2 separate regions of the Drosophila melanogaster genome follow, and region 1 is linked to region 2. The links are chromatin contacts, called in public Hi-C maps. All regions are on one chromosome and are shown on one strand. Each heading gives the region's core, a stretch centred on a gene start, on an enhancer-like site or on the middle of the called end of the contact. The rest is flanking DNA. Distances are from core to core; before and after follow the strand shown.

What was found. Hi-C and Micro-C count contacts between places; a contact is called where the count stands out from the background.
Region 1: a Hi-C map of the Kc167 cell line shows a contact between it and region 2, with 4 times the contacts expected there. The contact joins the promoter of Hsc70-3 here to the promoter of CG9360 in region 2. A contact is called at or near these places in 4 of 107 Hi-C or Micro-C datasets (the Kc167 cell line, eye imaginal disc, pupal leg imaginal disc and 1 more) and 1 of 6 datasets of contacts at active chromatin or transcription factors (the Kc167 cell line).

Annotation. Positions count from the first base shown.
Region 1 is chrX:11,804,673-11,808,751 of dm6, reverse strand. It overlaps Hsc70-3 (Heat shock protein 70 cognate 3), which reads left to right and starts at 1,635. Exons shown (of 3, transcript NM_078577.3): 1 at 1,635-1,883; 2 at 3,710-3,855. The coding sequence starts at 3,731. CG1578 reads left to right here. Exons shown (of 8, transcript NM_001298212.1): 8 at 1-246.
Region 2 is chrX:11,762,667-11,766,220 of dm6, reverse strand. CG9360 reads left to right here and starts at 1,631. Exons shown (of 2, transcript NM_132518.3): 1 at 1,631-2,315; 2 at 2,398-2,747. The coding sequence starts at 1,740. The coding sequence ends at 2,577. m (miniature) reads right to left here. Exons shown (of 8, transcript NM_132519.2): 3 at 2,940-3,045. The coding sequence starts at 3,017.

The DNA of each region.
Region 1 (4,079 bases), core at 386-2,885, 43 kb before region 2:
AATGTGTTGCTTAGAATACAACCTGTCCATAGTTTTTCCTGCACACAATCTGCGACAGAAAGAAAACTACATAATTTGGCTGGATTCCAAACCAGAATTTTGGTCAACGTCTACTTTTATAATGTAAAGTACGGTACGATATCGACGGGGCGCTGAGCGGGGAGATGATAAAAAGATTATTACATGCTATTATGTATTGTTATGAAAATATATTGATATTGAATGAGTGTCATTACAAAAATCGACAAAAAAAAAAAAAAGAAAACTAAAAAGTGGGTGTTTTTCATTCTCGGGCGGATGCGGACTGATAAGTCAAGAACTCGCTATAAATATGCTACATATATAGACTGTTTGCCTGTTCTTATCGGTAGTCGTTTAATTTATGGAAATTATCATTTCAAATGAAGATCGACGAAATGCCTGGAAATTGCCAGATAAACGTGGTATTTTCGACTTTTTCGGAAAATATATCATTTTTTATCCCCCCAAATATTAGTCATGATATTCTTGAAACATTTTTGAATCATCATTTGAGCGTATTGTTTAAATACGCTTTTAAATTTTATTTTTCATATATGTAAATATTATTAATAAAAATTCTGGGAAGTGCTAAAAAAGTCTAGAGTTGCTATATGGAATTCGAAATAGCAATATATACATACATATATAAAATACTAGACATTTTTAATAATATAAAATATAAATAACATTTATATATGAAAGAGGTAAGTTTGAAAAAAAATTTGATTCTATGTCTTTATTAAACTCCATTCGTTTACCACTCAAAACTATGGATAAGCAGTTAGTTTTTCTTTCGAATTTACATGTAAATATTGCAGTACCATTTCCGGTTGTCATAGTATTAAAAACAGCTGCATATAAGCTTAAATTTAAATTTCGAATGTAATTATATGCTTATAATAATAAGAACCCAAAAGCATATATTTATAACTTCAAGTATCGGAATGAACAATTACAAAGTCTAAAAATAGTTTTGGGAAGTTGTCAATAATTACGCCCCACTTAAAGTAACGGCAAACATCCAGATTCAGCTGGAAGCATAACGGTTAACCTGGGGCAATGTACACGTCAGTGCTCGTTGCGGCTTTACTTAAGGGGAACGCATATTTGCATCAGACAAACCAAACACCATAAAAAGAAAAAGAAGAAGGCCAAACATCGTACTCTCTCCGCTCCGAAAATGTTTGGGTAAACAAATAGTGAAAAGCTCTGGGAGAGAGCGAGAGCGAGAGTTGGCCTCCAGTGGGCGGAACAGCTACGCCTGCGACACGTCAGTGCTAGAGATGTAACACCTTAAGATAGTTATCGATTAAAATTATATTGAATAAAATGAATATATAAAAGAAGTTAAATCTTAAAAAACTATTATTAAAATGATTGTAAACCGTATAGCAGAAATAGTTGCAATCATATAATCCTGTAATATATTATTTTTATTTTTAATTATATCTTCTTAATACCTTTATTAATTAGACATTTTAGTCTAACGAAATATTTATTCGACTTATTCGATTGCCAGATGTGTATCGATGTTTCTAGAAAACTAAACTCATCGACACGTCAGTGGTAGGTGAGAGCAAAGAGCAATAAATAGCCGGAAAACAGAGAGTGAAAATCAGTTTCAAAACAAAAGTACAAGGAATAACAGCACAGCAAAAGAGAAACGCGATTTATTAAATACAAATTATTACCCCAAGAACATTGTAACGCGCTGTGACCGCAAATATAAACAAGAAATCGTTACATTCCCATTAGATCAATTAAAACCAAGCCAAAAAACAACAAAGACTAATACTTCTGTGACAAAAAGTGACAATTACCTAAATAAGTGAATTTTTTTTTAATAGTTTTAGTTAGAAAATGTAAGTATACAAAAAGAAAATTATATTGAAAGTTGATATGAGTGTATGCTGTTGGTATTAACATCTAAGAAACAGGAAAATATTTATCAAATTTACTTTGGACCAAAAGAACCAGCATAAAGTGTATATTTAAATATATCTATTTTTTTTTATAAATATGTGTTGCAAGGAATTCAGTGGCTTGAATTGCGTTATAGCATTTCTTATATTATATTATTGTTTATTTTGAAACAAAATTGAGGCAACATTATAAAAGAATCAAAACGATTGCTTGACAGACCCATTGGTAACTGTAAAATACTATTTACTACCTGATATTGATAAGGACAACGCGAAATATTGTGTGTAGAAATAATTATATATTTTTGAAAAGCGGTTATTCGTCGGCCGAACAATCGCGTGCTTTCCAACACTGATCTACCACTGACGTGTCTTTTTGGCCCCAGAGTTGCACGTGTGTGTGTGTGCCGCAGCGTATGACTGTGTGCGTACGTAGAAAGCGCCGGCAAAAACGTCAGATAAGCAGCAGCCACATATTCTACTGCTCTGTCAGTTCACTTTGAAGCGTCGAGAAAGCACATTAAATCGAAACCAATTTGAAATTATTAACCGCTCAGCGATAAGTGTAAGTGTTAGTTCAAAGAAAAGGCTTAAATACGAGCTGGACGTTAGCACAAATAGCTGGAAAGTGCACTTGCACTGCTAGAATATTCGTGTAAAGGAACGGACGGCAAAGAGGGACACCAATACACTGCAATTTTACAGTCGCCATATTGGCAAAAGTAAAAGAGGTCTGCTACAAAAAGTTTGCCCGCACGTGCCCTTAAAGAAATAGAAACGTATGAAATTAGTTTCCTTTATAGTTGAAACCAATAAAGGCCAACCAATGACGTGGTGGTCGTGACAAGTGACAAGTTCGGTGAATGAACTTTGTCTTCTTCTTCGTATTAGTTTCTTACAGCCTAAGCTTGCATTTAGGTGAAGTTCTTGTTTTCCTTTTACAGTAATTTACGGTTAATTTTGCTTACATTTACTTCTTTTTTTTAAAAGACCGCGAAGCGCCTGCGCATTTTGCCGTCTGTGTGAGTGGGAGTAGGCCTATCTGTGTGCGTTTGTCTGCGTTCAATCCGCTTGGTACACGTCATTTATTTGGCTGATTTATAAGCACTCGCTTTGCTCTCTCTGTGTGTCTCTCTCCGATGGTCGCAAAGTACACGTCAGTGTGGCATAGAAAAAAGAATAAAATACCTAAGTGGTTAAGCCACAAACAGCTGTGCAAATCCAGCTTTCCTTCTGGAATTGTGCGTTGGGAGGGGGACTTTCTTGCGGTGCGTGAAATAACGAAAAGAATTAAACCAGTTATTTGGCCGCTCTCTCACCGGCAGCAGCAAAGAAAGAACCAGAAAAATGTTACACGTATACAAATTTCGCTGCTCTCTCTCTCTCGCTTTCCGGCGACGTCGGCGTCGGTCAATGTCAGCAGAACGGAGATGAGCGCACCGCTTAGCAGTTGCCGGGCAGTTAGCCATTGGAGTAGACGTGTTCTTTATCCGATCTTGACTACTAGTAAGATTTATAAGGTACTGAATCTGGTAGAATCGTGTTTAAAATAATAATGTTGCCAAAGTGGCACAGCTAACGGTACATGTTAACAGTTGACAATCTGGCCGACGTCATCAGTACTGGTTCTCTCGCAGAGGGAGAGCGAGAGCCAAAAAGAACACTGGCCATTTATGTTTGCGTGTGTGTGATTGTGTTGACGTGTACAAAAAGCCGAGGTTGAAATAATTGGGCGAAAATTAACGCAATCCCTTTCTTATTTGCAGTTTTCCTGAGAGATCTTCAATATGAAGTTATGCATATTACTGGCCGTCGTGGCCTTCGTTGGCCTCTCGCTGGGCGAGGAGAAGAAGGAAAAGGACAAGGAGCTGGGCACAGTGATCGGCATTGATTTGGGCACCACGTATTCCTGGTAAGTTAGATATGCTCGTCCTTCGGCTCTAAAACCCATTAATGCTTACTTGAGATATCTTGATCATAAAGTATACAGTGGTCATAAATTCTACTGTTGATTTTCGTAATACCAAGTTTTTATGCTTTAGACGTGTACATTTCAAATTGATCACATTTATAACAAAATATTTGTAAAGTAGATTTGACCTTAAAATAACGTAAAAAGAATGTATAAGATTTTAC
Region 2 (3,554 bases), core at 382-2,881:
TGAAACGCTTAAAGAACAGAAATACACGTAAAAGTCTTCCATGAATTACAAGTTGTATGGATTTCAGCTATAACTTGATATTCCCGATCCCGAAATTCATTGGCCAGCCTTGTGGGTGGGCTCCTAACGGTTCCACTGGCACCTGGCACCTGACAAACGTGTTGCCAATAAAAACGAAACGGCAATCCAGTCTCTCCAGTCTCTTCAGGCTCTTTAGGCTGGTCTTCGGTCTGCAGTCCTCAGTTCCCCCCCTTTTGGATGGCCAATGAAGGCCAATCGAAATGGGAAAGCGAATTCCACTTGGCCTGCATCCGTTTGGCTTTTTGAGGGGGATCTAACTGGAACCTGTGCTCCAATCATGCTGAGGGGCTTGTGGTTTTCGGGAGGTAGTTGCACCTGACACATTTGCATATTTGCATATTTGCATACCGATACCTGCCCCAAACTGCCTTGCCACATGCCGCATAGATCGGCTTCGATCAGCAAAATCAAATCGAGGGAAGTCTGAGCGAGTCGCTGGCTCAAGGAATTTGCATTTTCCTTGCCCCCGTCCGCAGTAAAAGTTGACTTACTGGATGAGTGGCAACTGAACAAGTGGGTATTCATATATATATATATGTTGAATATATATAACCGGCTATATACCATCCGATCTTAGCTGGTGCCACATTGTCTGGCGTCGCCACAACGGACCAAAATGGAAATGCAGGAATGGATCGTATGGATCGCAGCCAGATCTTCCAGTTGCTTGTTACTTGTTACTGTATAAATTAGTTTATGCAAATGCATTGTAATTGTTTTACATCTTGATCAAGCCAACGAATAGTTTAGCATTATTGCATTTACATTTAACGCATTTTGCTTGTCATGCTTTTCACAAGCTTATCTCAATGCTTTACATCATATTCTCATTCGAATGAAATATTGAAACAAAATCAGTGACAACAATACGTATACGTAATGGTCAATAGCAAACAGTCAACAGTTCGTATACGTAATAAAAATATCAATTTGTTTCCCAAGTTTAGCTCTTGCTTAAATTCGATTTTTGTTAGTCTGATAATACACATATATGTATGTATACTTATAAACTGCCTACTATCAATGAGTTTGCCTTCGAAAGCAAAGCAAACTGCTTACTTACAATGATTTGCAGTTTTCAAGCGAAGCAAATAAGCGTCATGTTTGAATTCTATTACATTAAACCTTAACTGAGCGCCAACAAGTAGACAATTGCGAGCGATTCCATATCATTTTAAACGAGTGTGTCACAATGTGGTGTTCCCCCTCTTTGGAAGCCCCCAGCCCAAACCAAATGTGCTGACCCATAATGAAGTCCACTCATGCTCATTCTTATCATCATCGAAAGGGGAGAGCTATCGCATAGTACATATATGTTTGGAGTATCTTTCTAGAATGAGTTGATCAACAGAGGCGCGATGGCTTTATGCTGACTCACGATTACGATACAATTGAGAAAAAAGCCGGCTGAACGGCGAGAATGTTTTGGACTCGGCCCAAAATGGAGACGAGTGGTGAATACTATTACTCTCTCAAATTTGAGCTCGGAACTGATCGGCTCTGCTGGGAACTGCGATGATCTATAAAAGCAAGTGGATCGGCAATGAAAGAGCAGTTCTAGAACAGGTCGCGATCGCAAACCAACCGTATATACATATATATATATATATACATCTCAGTTGCATTAGACCCGTACAAACAAATACTAAATACAAATTATGGATCGTTGGCTAAATCGCGTTGCTGTTGTCACTGGCGCCAGTTCGGGAATCGGAGCTGCCTGTTGCAAGGATTTGGTGTCCAAGGGCTTGGTGGTCGTGGGTCTTGCACGTCGCGAGGACCGTCTGCAGGAGCTGAAGGCTTCGCTGCCAGCGGACCAGGCCAGTCGTTTCCATGGACGCAAATGCGATGTGAGCCAGGAGCAGGAGGTGATCGATGCGTTCGCATGGATCGATGCAACACTGGGCGGTGCCGATGTGCTGGTCAACAACGCTGGCATTGTTCGCCTCGGTGTGGGCATCACCCACGAGGGTAATGGCGCTGATCTTCGTGCCATTCTGGATACCAATGTCCTGGGCGTTTCGTGGTGCACCCGCGAGGCTTTCAAATCACTGAAGAGACGCAATGTTAACGATGGACACATCCTGATTGTCAACAGTGTGGCCGGACACCGGGTGATCAACAACCCAGGCATCACCATGGGCATGTATTCGCCATCGAAGTACGCAGTCACCGCTCTCACGGAGGTGCTGCGTCAGGAGTTCCACAACAACAAGACCCAGACCAAGATTACGGTAAGTGCGCAGAGAGAGATTAGCTTAAAGTTGACATTTCGATTACCCCCTTTTCCGATAAATATCCATTGTGATTTTACAGAGCATCAGTCCCGGTGCCGTGGACACCGAGATCATCGACAAGGAGGCTCTCGTTGGCATTCCCGACTTTCCAATGCTCCGCTCTGAGGATGTGGCCGATGCCATTAGCTACTGCATCCAGACCCCGCCAAATGTCCAGATTCACGAGCTGACCATCAAGCCTGTCGGCGAAACCCTCTAGACTCTAGATTTCCCACTGGATGCTTCTGCTATTTGTGTTTACAACAAGGAAGTGTCATATGAAGTTGATCTACTATATTTTATTTTTATTAAAAATATATATATATCTATATATATATATGTATGTATGCATGTACCAAACGTTATGTGATTAAAATTCTTTAGCAAACCAAGTCCCAATTGTATCTAACTATTCTTCAATTTATTGCCTAGATCAGACCACAATTTATGTGCTGTAATAGAAACATTTGTTGATCAAACAAATTGTAATCATTTTTCCGTAGATTAGATATTTTTCTATTTTTTGTTTGCCCATGGTTCACACTAAGTATTATTGTTTACAATTTGATTTTGCTTACTTACCATTAAGTGTAAGATAAATATACAGCTACTAAACCTAAGGTCCCACAGTCGTGTAGGGCCTTTTTGTGGGCTCCACATGTTGGCGCTGTGGGCGTGGCGATCGGATCTGAAAATAGGGAAAAAAATACATAACAATCAGATAAATTTAGGCAGTGGTTGGTTTCTGAGACTACCTCAATAATATGTGTATTAGAACTAAAAGTAATCTTAACTGGTCTCCTCATCTCTGTTTTCAATGGATTGCTTGTTCATTGGGTAACAAAAAAAAAAAAGACGAAAAACCCCAAGTTTACACTCTCAACAATTTTATTTTCTGGCATTCATAGTATTTATCTTATATCACAACAATTTAAATAATGCTCAGCTAATGTGGCACGGTGTTAGAAAGTAGAAATCAGCTGCCCCAAACAAACAGATATGTATAATTGAAACGCTTTCACTGCACTGCGCTTCTGTTATTCTACGTCCGTGCCAGCCAATCAACACTGTACCACATATGTATATTTTCAATTAATTGCACACTCTTAATTGATCGCATTTACACAATTAACTGAGGGCCATGTGTTGTTGCACTATACATAGTAGATCTTTCGCGGCAAGCAATCGATTTGGAGG